Linked DNA regions of Danio rerio: region 1 is linked to region 2. A link is a contact called in public Micro-C data. All regions are on one chromosome and are shown on one strand. The core of a region is the stretch at or near the end of the contact, and the rest is flanking DNA. Distances in the headings are between cores, read along the strand shown.

Region 1 (6,697 bases), core at 2,145-4,644, 78 kb before region 2:
TTTTAAAACATTGTCTATCTATCTATCTATCTATCTATCTATCTATCTATCTATCTATCTATCTATCTATCTATCTATCTATCTATCTATCTATCTATCTATCTATCTATCTATCTATCTATCTATCTATCTATCTACCTACGTACCTACCTACCTACCTATCTATCTATCTATCTATCTATCTATCTATCTATCTATCTATCTATCTATCTATCTATCTATCTATATAATAATGTCCTGAAGCTGCTTGCCTTAAATTTTTAAGTTAGTGAAGAGTAAATTGCTGAATGTGGATTACTATTTTCATCACATTATATATAGACATCTTCCCTTTTTTATTTAGAAAAGATTGTCGAATGAAACTCAGCGTGAAACTCATGATAAAATGGCGCCCTCTGCTGCTGTATGAAGGAACAGTCAACACTGGCGAGTCATTGAACCTTTAGAGCTAGAGAACAAGAAATGCTTCTGGGAAATCTCATGGGTGCAGTTGTTATTACATTACCTCCCTTAGTAGTTTGTTGCCAGATTTCACCAAGAGATATATAGCTTTAATACTATACTATATAGCTTACTTGAGTTATTCTAATATATACAGATAGTACCACACTTACAAAAATGATTCATTGGATTTACTAAAGTTTTCTAAGGCAAGTGGTTGCAAACAATTTATATGGGCTGAATTTAAACAAATAAAATTTAGTAATGTTCAACTTAATTTTGTTTAAATTCAGCCCATATGAATTGCTTGCAACCACTTATAAACATTTACTAAATGCAATGAATAATTTATTTCAATGAAAGTCAAAAGTTTGGAATCAGTACGATAATATATTTAATCTTTTAAAAGAAGCCACACTTTATAAAGGGTGCTAAATAACTTTAAAAGTGGTTCTTTGGTTCATAATGATAGGGGAACCTTTTATGATGCTATATAGCACTAATCTTTCACGGTGCTGAAGAGAGCTTGGTCAAATGGCGCTATAGAACCATAAGAAGTGTTGTATAGAACCACAAGAAGTGCTATTTAGAACTATAAAAAGAGTTATATATAGAACAATAAAAAGTGCTATATATGATCATAGGAAGTACTATATAGAACCATATAGGTGTTATATAAAACCATAAGTGCTATATAGAATAAGCAGACCTATATAGAACCATAAAAAGTGTTTTACAGAACCCCATGAAATGCTATCTATAACCTTAAGAAATGTTATATAGAATAAGAATTGCTATATAGAACAATAAGAAGTGCTATGACCATATGAAGCGCTATATAGAACCATAAGAAGTGTTTTATAGAAAAAGAATTCTAATATAGAACAATGAGAAGTGTTATTTAGAACTATAAGAAGTGTTTTATAGAATAAGAAGTGTTATATAGAATAAGAAGTGCTATATAGAACCATAGGAAGTGTTATACAGAATAAGAAGTGCTATGTAGAACCATAAGACGTTTTATATAGAATAAGTGCTATAAAGAACCAAAAGAAGTGTTATATAGAAAAAGACGTGCTATATAAAACTATAAAAAGTACTGTATAGAATAAGAAGTGCTGTGTGTGTGTGTGTGTGTGTGTGTGTGTGTGTGTGTGTGTGTGTGTGTGTGTGTGTGTGTGTGTGTGCATATTTAATCCCAGCTCAAATGACACAACCTTGTGTTTACTGACACTTTGTAAGCCATTTTAAACAGTATATTACCACATTTTATTGAAATTACTTTTCATTTATTTCATTCGTATTTTTTCTTTTCTTGATTTACTAACTGTTTCTTGGCGCCATCTGTCGGTTACATTGAGGAGGGAAAATTAAAAACTTCACAAGTTTTACATTTTCAGGGCGTCTGGAGTTTATACAAAAGCCAATTTTAAGACTTCTAGCACCATAAAAAACATAATAAACAAAGAATAACAAAGGTTAATGTTATCTGATGCCTTTTATTCTAAACAATGCCTGATGACTTGAAACAATATGCAGTATTACAAAAATATTCACCTACTTTTCCAAATCAACACGAATAAAAAAAACAGCAAAAACCTGCATCCAGAAAACAAATATTGCATAAGTACTTTTTTTGCGTGTATTAATTTTCAAGAAACTGTATAATACAACTTAGAATACAGTAAAAAAAGAACAGTTCTTTTACACAATAACCACATTAGATACACAAGATAAATAGCCAAACCAAAATAAGTTACATTAAACATATATATATATATATATATATATATATATATATATATATATATATATATATATATATATATATATATATAAAAAAAAATATATATATATATATATATATATATATATATATATATATATATATATATATATATATATATATATATATATATATATATATATATACATTCATTTATTCATTTTCTGCTGCTTTTCCAGGGTGGGGGCAGCAGAACCCCACACTTCCTCCAGCTCCTCTGTGGGGATCCCGAGGCGTTCCCAGGCCAGCCGAGAGACATAGTCCCTCCAGCGTGTCCTGGGTCTTCCTTGAAGCCTCCTCCCGGTGGGATATGCCTGGAACACCTCCCTAGGTAGGCGTCCAGGAGGCGTCCGAAACAGATGCCAGAGCTACCTCAGCTGACTTCTCTCGATGTGGAGGAGCACCGGCTCTGAGAGTGCGCCCTGCCACCCTTCAAAGGAAACTCATTTCGGCCACTTGTATTCAAGATCTTATCCTTTCGGTCATGACCCAAAGCTTATGACCATAGGTGAGAGTAGGAACGTAGATTGACCGGTAAATCGAAAGCTTTGCCTTCAGCTCAGCTCCTTGTTTACCACAACTGACCGGTACATCGACCGCATTACTGCAGCAGCTGCACCAATCCACCTGTCTACATATATATATATATATATATATATATATATATATATATATATATATATATATATATATATATATATATAATTTGTAAAGAAATAATGCAATAAAAAAGAGATTTATATCATATTTGCAAGAAAGATCTCAAGAAAGAAGCACATTTCTTATTATCAATTAATCTAAGAATCTAAGTGATTTAATTAAATGTTCTATTTCACATAGGAAGTCCATGAAGATTAGATTTTTTTAAGAAACCTCTGTTGGTGAAAGTAAAATTTCCCAGCAAGTATAAGAAAGTTCACAGTGGCTTCTTGTTTTGGTTTTTAAAATAACAAATAACGTCCCTAAGGTGTAAAGTACCACTCATATTAACATTGGAAAAGCAATGTGAACGTAAATCATTCCAAACCAGTGATGATACATCGCATGAAAAAAAAAAAACAAGTGTATTGCATAAGTACAGAAAGAAAGAGGAATGCACAGGACGGGATACGCATGCGCACGACGTGTGTGCGCGCGCGCACGCGTGTGTGTGTGTACACATTCTTGAGCGGAAAATGATGGCGATTATCCAGACGCTCGAAGAGCCCTGCGCTCGCAATGGATGGAGGTGGCCGTAAAAACTAACAACAATCGCGGGGAAAAGTTGTTTGCTTGGGAAGATCGCGACTTGGTTCGACCCCCGAACGTTTACGGACGTAGAAAAAGCAAGTGGATGAGGATTGAGACTGTAAACTGCTGTAATATTCAAGTGTGAAAGAGCCACGTAGCTTATAGAGATCCAGATCACACACACACTGGCCTAGTGCTTTAAAGCCTCCACAAAACACACACACACATCAACCCGAAGAAGAGAAGAGAGGGAAGTACATTTAAAAAAGCGGAACTTGCTTTTGGTGAGTCGATTCACGTTTCGCAGGGATGATTTGTGTTTAACGCTAGTAAATGTGCAGACCTTCACCATAGTGAATGTGCGGTTATTTACCCTGCTCCGTGTTAGATGTGACCGGCTGTCTTTTTGTTTTAAGTGCACTTTTATTTTAGCAATCATAGGAAGTGTGTGGTTTTAAAGTGTGTTTGTAAGAAATAAGAGTAAGGGCCTGGAAGTGCACACGTCAACGTCATCTGATCACAGAGCTGCAGATTAAATACTGCTGCAGTCACTATACTCACTCTGCGGGGCTGTGTTTCAAAGCACTACTCCGCTTACTCGCTAGTGTGCATGCGTTTGGGGGTGGCATCACTTTGGAGTGCTGGAGATTGAGCTAAAGTTGGTTTTATATTTGGAGTTTGGCGTTCAATTAAATGGGGAAGCAGAATTTTAAAAGGCTAATACATACTTGCTAACTCTAATGACGTCTGTTGTTGTTATGAGGACAACGTGACAACTTGTGACACGGTTCTTATATTGTTTATTACGCTACTTTTTTTAACATTCGACTTCAAATATGAGTGTAAAACAACATTAGCGCTGTTTAGTTGACTGTGAACAATGTTGTGCTTTGACAGTCATTAGCTGCTAATGCTAATATTGGTTCTCTATTTAGAATTTGCTATTGGATTATGTTCAGAAGGTGAATGTGCGAATATAAACCTGGTTTACCTCAATGTACAGCAGCTAGTTAAACATTAATCCAAATTTAATGTAAGTCTGCATGGGATACAGCTATACTGTAAGTTTACTGCAAAGTTTAGAGTTGGGGTAGGGTAGACGTTATTAAAATGTAATTTGATAAATAATGTTAATAATTCTCATTATAATTACTGTATTTACATTGCCGTGAGGGTGGGACTTTGCGTATATATTAATAAAATGCTATTTAATATGTAATTTTTATAATGATATAAATAAATCTAGTTGTAATTCCTGTATTTACATTGCCGTGAGGGGTTTGGGTAGGCCAGACATTAATATAATGCAATTTAATGGGTTTAATTCTCATTATAGTTGCTGTATTTACATTGCTGTGTGAGTCTTGCAGTTTGGGTATATGTTAATATACAATTTAATAGGTAACTAACTAAATAATATAAATAATTCTCATTATAATTACTGTATTTACATTGCGGTGAGGGTGGGAGTTTGCGTATACAATAATACATGCGATTTAATGGCCAATTTAATAAATAATTAAAACAATTCTCATTATAATTACTGTATTTACATTGCGGTGAGGGTGGGAGTTTATGCTATTTAATGTGTAATTTTAATAATAATATAAACAAATTTGGTTATGATTACTGTAAATACATTGCCTTGAGGGGTTGGGGTAGGCCAGACGTTAATATAATGCAATTTAATGGGCAATTCAATAAATAGTATAAATAATTCTCATTATAGTTACTGTATTTACAATTCTGTGTGAGTCTTGAAGTTTGAGTATATGTTAATATACAATTTAATAGGTAATTAACTAAATAATATAAATAATTCTCATTATAATTACTGTATTTACATTGCTGTGAGGCTTAGAGTTTGGGTATATGATAATAAAATACAATTTAATGGGTAATTTAATAATTAGTATAAATAAATCTTGTCATAATTACTGTATTTACGTTTCCATGAGGCCTGGAGTTTGGGTATATGCTAATAAAATACAATTAAATGGATAATTTATTAAATAATGTAAATAATTCTCATTATAATTACTTTACTTACATTGCTGTGAGGCTTTGAGTTTGGGTATATGATAAAAATACAATTTAATGGGTAATTTAATAGTTAGTATAAATAAATCTTGTTATAATTGCTGTATTTGCATTGCTTTGAGGCTTGGAGTTTTGGTATATGTTAATAAAATACAATTTATTGTATAATTTTAATAAATAATATAAATAATTCTCATTCCTATTACTGTATTTACATTGCTGAGAGGCTTGGAGTTTTGGTATATGTTAATAACATACAATTTAATGGACAATTTAATAAATATTATAAATAATTCTCGTTATAATTACTGTATTTGCATTACTGTGAGTGGTTGGGGCCGGCGTAGACGTTAATAAAATGCAATTTAATGGGCAATTTAATAAGTAATGTAAATAATTCTCGTTATAATTACTGTATTTACATTGCCGTGCAAGTTGAAGTTTGGCCATATGTTAATAAAATACTATTTAATAGGTAATTTAATTAATAATATAAATAATTCTCATTATAACTACTGTACTTACATTATGGTGGGTGTTGGGGTATAAATATCTGTATGCATGTAAAAGTCAGGGTTTAGTATTTAAACTCTAATATTGTCTGTAGTTTGGGCTTTTGACCTCAAGTATTGTGTCATTTCTGCAAACAAACATTTATTTAATAATTTATTCTTATTAGTGTTATTGTTTTTACTATTATTATATTCATCATCATCATCATCATGATCTAATTAATCTTTCTCAATTTTTGGTACAAACGACAAACTTCCCAAACTCACGCTGTTGAATGGACTCATTAAGACACTCAATTGAAACAGTGTGTAGTGTTTTGAATGGAGCCACAGGACTTCGGTTTTCTTGCATGTTAAGAAATAAAAGGCACACTTTACCTTTAAAAGTCTGCTCAGTCCATCTTCATCCACTGTTATTATGTCGTTTACCACCAGATGACATAAATGTTCAGTATTGCTTTCTGGTACATGTGAATTGACTACAAATCTTTTCTTTTTCTCCTCTTAAGGGGTCATGGCATGTTATTTTTATTAAATTATGCTAATATGTTCCTCGGTTACCTTACTGAGTCATACTAGTTATACTAACACTTTAGTTACACTGTTTGCAAAGATGATGTGTCTTCTCTAAAAAATATTGAGTTGATTTAGGCGAATTTGTTAAGGTCTTTCAGTAAACAATAGCCTT
Region 2 (6,230 bases), core at 2,866-5,365:
TGGGTGCTGGGTTCAACAAGCGTAATCAGTGCGCTTATATCCCACATGCATGTACGCCACTGCGTGACATGTTGTCCTTGAGGAACTCTTGGAGTGCTGAATCAATGTGGGCCCTTGAAATTATAAAAGGGGAATCATCATACCCCACCGACTGCTGGCAGAGGAATGAGGAAGAAAGCATGTTATCCTAGTGAGCGCGACTTCCCCCGGACTTTCTTTCTCTTCCGCGTTGTTCTCTGAATCATCAGGAGAGGAGATAGTGGAAGCTTGGGCGAGTTGAATTTCTTGTGTTCTTGGTCGTTTCCTCCCTCCGCGCATGTGAACGGACGTCACTCAGTGTATCGGGGTGTGACGGGATGCTTGTTCTGCTGCTGTGGAGGATGCAAATTAAATATTTAGCATTCAAGAATGAAGAAGAAGCTGTTGTTCCATTGCTCCATGTTGCGCAAGACAAGGGTTGGTTATTAAATTAGTACTGTCCCATGTTTTTGGTAGTCCGTTCACGCAACCTGTGTTGTTACCTCTTGCTAAATGCTGTCAGCCATCTCTAGCGAATCTCTAATCCGCTAATGGAGCACTATAGGACCCTCTTAACCGGTGACAAAGTGTTAAGAGGATAGAGCCTCAATTACTCCTAAAGAAAGGAGGAAAATGTCTTGCAACTAATCAGACCACAGGTAATCAGGGGTGCCAGTTTCGAGCTGGGTTAACATTTTGTAATTAGCACTTAGACTAGATGAGGGGTTGTTGGAATGGTCTTTGATTCGATTATTTCCGGGGCCATTGTAGACTGTGTGTGTCGATGTAATGCTAGGGTTTTAGGTTGGAGTAGCTGAAATGAAAGGCTCAGATGTTCCTGGATACAAGATTGCAGAATTGAAAATGAGATTAGTCACATCTCCTGTTGATGAGGAAAACACGTCATTACACCATGTACAAGGCCACAAAACCACAACCAGCAACACTAGTTTAAGGGTGCTTTCACACTTGGTTCATTTGCCTGGACTGTACCCAATTTCGATTGTCTCCCCCTGCCACCTCTTCGGTTGGTTTGTGTTCACACTGTCTTTTTTCCTTTTGAACCCCGGTACGATTGCGTCATCGAGCTGCTGTTTTACAGCAGTTGCTAGGTGACGGTCACGAAAGCAAGCGCAGAAATGGAAAGACTTCCGCACATCGCGGTCATTCTGCTTTTACTGAAGCTTTTGGTTTTGAACATACAGAAAGCGACTCGCGTCCATCTGTCGCAAAAATATTATGAACATTCAGAACATCACACAGCGTCTGCAGGAGCTGTTTTTGGACGAGACAAGCAGACATCACTGTGTATCACTGTGTTTGCCCTGGCTCTGTCCTGCGCGTGTCACCAAGGTACGAAACGTGACACACACACACACACATAAACATGAACGAACGTTATAAAAACGTTTGTTGTACAGTCGGCAGTCCTCTTCCGTGATTTGGGACGATTGCATTCACATCATAAGTGAACCGTACCAGAGTTCGCATGAATCGTACCCCAGACCACCTCTTTCAGGTGGACTCGGGTACACTTCACGGGTGCGCACCCGAGTTCAGAAGACACGTTCACACTAGCTAAACGTACCGTACTATGACGTCAAACGAACCTGGGTGCGGACCAAAAGTGCTAATGTGAAAGCACCCTAAGTAACAATTCACACCATTTACTACCGGCTTATTACTTGCATATTAATAAGATATTAACTGTTTATTAGCACTTATAAGGCATACTCCTATTATGTACAGTTGCCTTGACCCGGGCCAAAGCACGCTTGTCCCCCCTCCCGTCTCCCCCAACGACCCGCACTCGCATTACATTCGTGCCTGAGCACGTTTACGTCATCGATGATGCGATGTTCAATAAGAAGCGCTTCGCTCAGCACATTAGACATTTCTTTATATCGTTATATCATTTTAGTCGATTAAGATGCAGTGACGCAGTCAAATATTTCGCTGAACAGATCAGCCACTTTTGATGCTCATAAACAATCATAAAGCCCTCGTGCTGCAGGAATTAGGAGGTTTGCTGAAGGTGCAGCTGCGTGCAGTGAGGGGTTTGCGTCTTTAATAATCTACGACAGTGTGCGTTCATTGAACAGTAAGAATGATTAATAAACACATATGAAACAGTCCCTTAAAAGTCACGTCTCGCTTTCAGTTTCGGGCTGAGGCGTGATTTACACTCACACTAAAAGCGTACCGCGCCAAAGCACAAGTGAAACACACTCTGGCACACCTCTTCCAACCGGGCCAGGGTCGTCCAACTGAACCATCTCTGATGCTGCGTTCACACCAGACGCGAAACGCGTGTCAAGTGCGAGTGATTTACATGTTAAGTCAATGCAAACGCGCGAATAGACATCCTGCGGCACGATGTGCGCGAATGGCGCGGCGCGAAAGACGTGAATTGCGCGAATGTCGGGATTCGTGTGAATGGCGTGGCGCAGATTGAGCGTTTTGCGCGTTTCGCGTGAATCTTTCGAATTCAAAAATCTGAACTTCAGCGGACATTCGTGCTGTGTTAACCAATCAGAAGCTTGCTCTTGTGGGGGCATGATTGTGACGTAGAACCTGTTGATGGCGTCCCGGGGGAAATCCTCCAGGCGACACCGACAACAAGTCATCAAACTGGTCTGGGCTCAGTCAGAAGCACCGCTGAATCCTTCCATTATCCAGGGTAGGTTTCTGGAGGAGTTTATGAGCTCACAGAGCTGGATGCACCTCTGAAAGGATGTAGTGGACTCAGACACAGTCCTATACGTAGCGACGCTGTTTTTCAGTCTCCATAAAGCACATAAACACTGTTATTTTCTTAATAAAATCCATGTTAGCCATTTAGCTATGAAGCTAGAGTCACCGGGCAGACAGAAGCCCTGCCCATCATGCGAATCCGCGTCTGTTTTGAAGTGAATTTGACACGCGATTAAAGCGGATTTGACGCGCGAATGAAGCGAGTAACCTCAAATGCAATTTACCCACGAATAGCGCGATTTATCCGCGTGTTCCACGTCTGGTGTGAACACAGCATGAGAAACGGACCTGGGCATGGTTCGGATAGCATAGTGTGAATACGCCCTAAAACTGACAACACCGAGAGCTCCATTAGGACCAAGTCGGGTTGTGACCTAGTTTTCCTGTTCATCTCTTAGGATTTCAGTTATCTATCTTCAGAGGATTTCAGAGCTTTTGGAGCATTTACTCAACATCCTAAAGAGCCGAAGAGAACCCCGTAGGTTCAGAGGTTTGTGTTTGTAGTAAACCCCTTGTGAGCAGATCTCAAAGTTGCTGGCTTTCGAAGGCAGTCCAGCTTCCAAACGCATTTCATAGCTGCTGAGTGATGGTTTAGGTTTAAACGTGTTGGTTCTGGTTGTGTTTGTGTCTGAGCGAGATAAAAACAGAAACAGCTGTTTATTCTCAGAACAGAGTTATTCTTGGCTCGGTGCGTGTGTGTTTTTCCCGTCCTCTACGTGTTTGTTGATGTTTCCTCTGGAAGGCTGGCACTGGGGGTCCACGTCAGCAGATACCGCAGATCGCCCAGGCTATTTGGGATTGAAGGAGGGGGGGGTCTGAAATGAGAGAGAACGAAATAGAAAGAGGGAGGGGGAAGTGGCCTTTTGTGTCTGATCTCTGTCTGTGCTTTTGCGTCAGTCTGATGTAAAAGTGTGGGTGTATTTTTTCCCCCTTTAAGCCAGTCCCCCTTTTATCCACACCTATCCCGTCCCTTTTTTTCCTCCATTGCGATTCCTCTTCCTTTGTACTTCATTCGTTTTTCTTTCTCTTGTTTTAGAAGTCCTTCAATTCCTTTCTCTGTAGTCCTTTTTTTCTACCTAAATATGTTGAAACTTATACCTCACAGATTCATTCAACATTGTTCTCTACTGTTGGTTTCGGGAAAACCTGTTGCACACAGGACTGGAGTAACAGCACCTTTAGCTCTGTTGCTCTGTTGGAAAATGCATTCACAATCAGACGCGACGTTAACATCTATCCCTGCAAAATCCCATCGTAAATCTGAAATCGATTGCTCGGGAGGCTCTCGGATGTTGGATTGGATCCCGCCTGGGGTATTTTGGCTCTGAGGGGACCTGACGCAGGGCCGTTAGTCGGAGTCATTAGTCATCAATTAGTCTGCTTGAGTCTCTCCTAAAACAGGCTTCAAAGCCTGCGGATCACTCCACATCAAAGCCAAGAGCTAATAGTCCTCTATGCTCTTTGTAGTACTACGAGGCTTATTATAAGATGGGCTAATGATTTTAATAGGATTCATTGAGTAATGCTGTGTACAAGTTCTTGTTTTTTAAATATTAGCATTAGTGGTTGAGCGCAGTGGTGTTTAAAAAACTCGATGCCTTTTAGGGATTTGTTCGAAGGCGATCTTAAACCTGCTATTCAGGATGTTTTCTTTCACTCTGGTGTGATTTAGAGTCCTAATTTGGCCACATCTTTCTCTGCGTTTCAGCAATCGGAGTGATTTTTGGTGCCAAATCTTATTTTGACACATATTTTGGGAAAATGCCTTGAATTTTTTTAAAAAGCTCAATAGTAAACTCACAACACAATTTTTTTGCCCCATTGATTTCCATCACACTGACATTTTTTGATTGCAAAGCCATGACACCGTATAATCATGCATTGTTGACTGTTGGTAGTTTTCCACCAGAGGAAAAATGTGTAAGTTTTACTGTTGATCATCAGTGAAAACTTTTATTATTATTATTATTGGAATTTGCAATTTTGTTTTTGGCCACTGGTGATGCTGTAAACGCTAGAATTATTTAAAGATTCATTTTACTGCCTGTGAAATATGATTAGTGTGATGAATGAAGGACTCTTGCTAGGAATTAGTTTGAAGGTGATATTAGCCCTTTTGTGCTGTTGGCGACGTTTTCATCCACTCTGGTGTGATTCAGAGTCTTAATTTGGCCACAAATTTCTCTGCGTTTCAGCAATTGGAGTGATTTTTGGTGCCAAATCTTATTTTAAGACATATTTTGGGAAATGCATTGAAATTTTTCAAAAACTCAACAATACACTTAAAAACACAAATTTACTACATGTTTGTGGCTGTTTTTTTGGCCCATTGACTTCCATTATAATGACATTTTTTGATTGCAAAGCATTGACACCTTATAATCATGCATTCTTGTCTAATTGTAGTTTTCCAGAAGTCAAATGTGTAATTTTTACTGCTCATCACCAGTTAAACGTGTTTATTATTATTATTATTAGAATTTGCTATTTTGTTTTGGCCACTAGTGGTGCTCTAAATGCTGAGAAACAAAGGACTCTTGCTAATTTGAAGGTGATCTTAACCCTTGTGTGCTGTTGGTGATGTTTTCATCCACTCTGGTGAGATTTAGAGTCTTAATTTGGCCACATCTTTCTCTGCGTTTCAGCAATCGGAGTGATTTTTGGTGCCAAATCTTATTTTGACACATATTTTGGGAAAATGCTTTGAAATTTTTAAAAAAGCTCAATAGTAAACTCAAAACACATTTTTTTTGCCCCATTGATTTCCATTACAATGACATTTTTTGATTGCAAAGCCATGACACCGTATAATCATGCATTGTTGACTGTTGGTAGTTTTCCACCAGAGGAAAAATGTGTAAGTTTTACTGTTGATCATCAGTGAAACCTTTTATTATTATTGAAATTTGCAATTTTGTTTTTGGCCACTGATGATGCTGTAAACGCTAGAATTATTTAAAGATTCATTTTACTGCCTGTGAAATATGAATAGTGTGATGACTGAAGGACTCTTGCTAGGAATTAATTTGAAGGTGATATTAGCCCTTTTGTGCTGTTGGTGACGTTTTCATTCACTCATCCACTCGAATTGAATTTTTAATAAAAGGCCGATATGAGCAAAATGAGTTAAAAAGTTTACTTTTGTTGTTGTTGTTTTTTTTTTTTTTTTGACCACACACTCTGTGACCCACTGAAAATGTTCCCGCGACCAACTTTTGAGTCGCAACCCACCGGTTGAGAAACACTGGTCTACAGAACAAACCATCATTATACAATAACTTGCCTAATTATTACCCTAACCTGCAGTGGCGTAGCGGATGGGCCCGCAGGGCACGCACTGCGGGGTGGGCCCTGCGTGATTAGGGGGCCCCGCGTCGTCGCGATTTTCAATAATTGAAAATCCGGCAACCGCAATAATCAAACTCTTGGGAACAACTGTGGTCGGAACCAAAGTTCAC

Evidence for each region. Hi-C and Micro-C count contacts between places; a contact is called where the count stands out from the background.
Region 1: a contact with region 2 is called in a Micro-C map of caudal fin, with 2.7 times the contacts expected there. The contact joins the promoter of fndc3a here to the enhancer-like site in region 2.

What each region holds. Positions count from the first base shown.
Region 1 is chr15:3,184,901-3,191,597 of GRCz12tu, reverse strand. It overlaps fndc3a (fibronectin type III domain containing 3A), which reads left to right and starts at 3,394. Exons shown (of 26, transcript XM_073924234.1): 1 at 3,394-3,786.
Region 2 is chr15:3,108,061-3,114,290 of GRCz12tu, reverse strand. The region is part of intron 3 of fndc3a (fibronectin type III domain containing 3A); the gene reads left to right. Among named protein-coding and RNA genes, the nearest start is that of mlnr, 69 kb to the right of the region's middle. Within about 2 kb of position 4,115, at least 32 of the 62 cell types and tissues checked have an H3K27ac peak or open chromatin away from gene starts, as enhancers often do. A contact at or near this core is called in caudal fin, where this site is marked.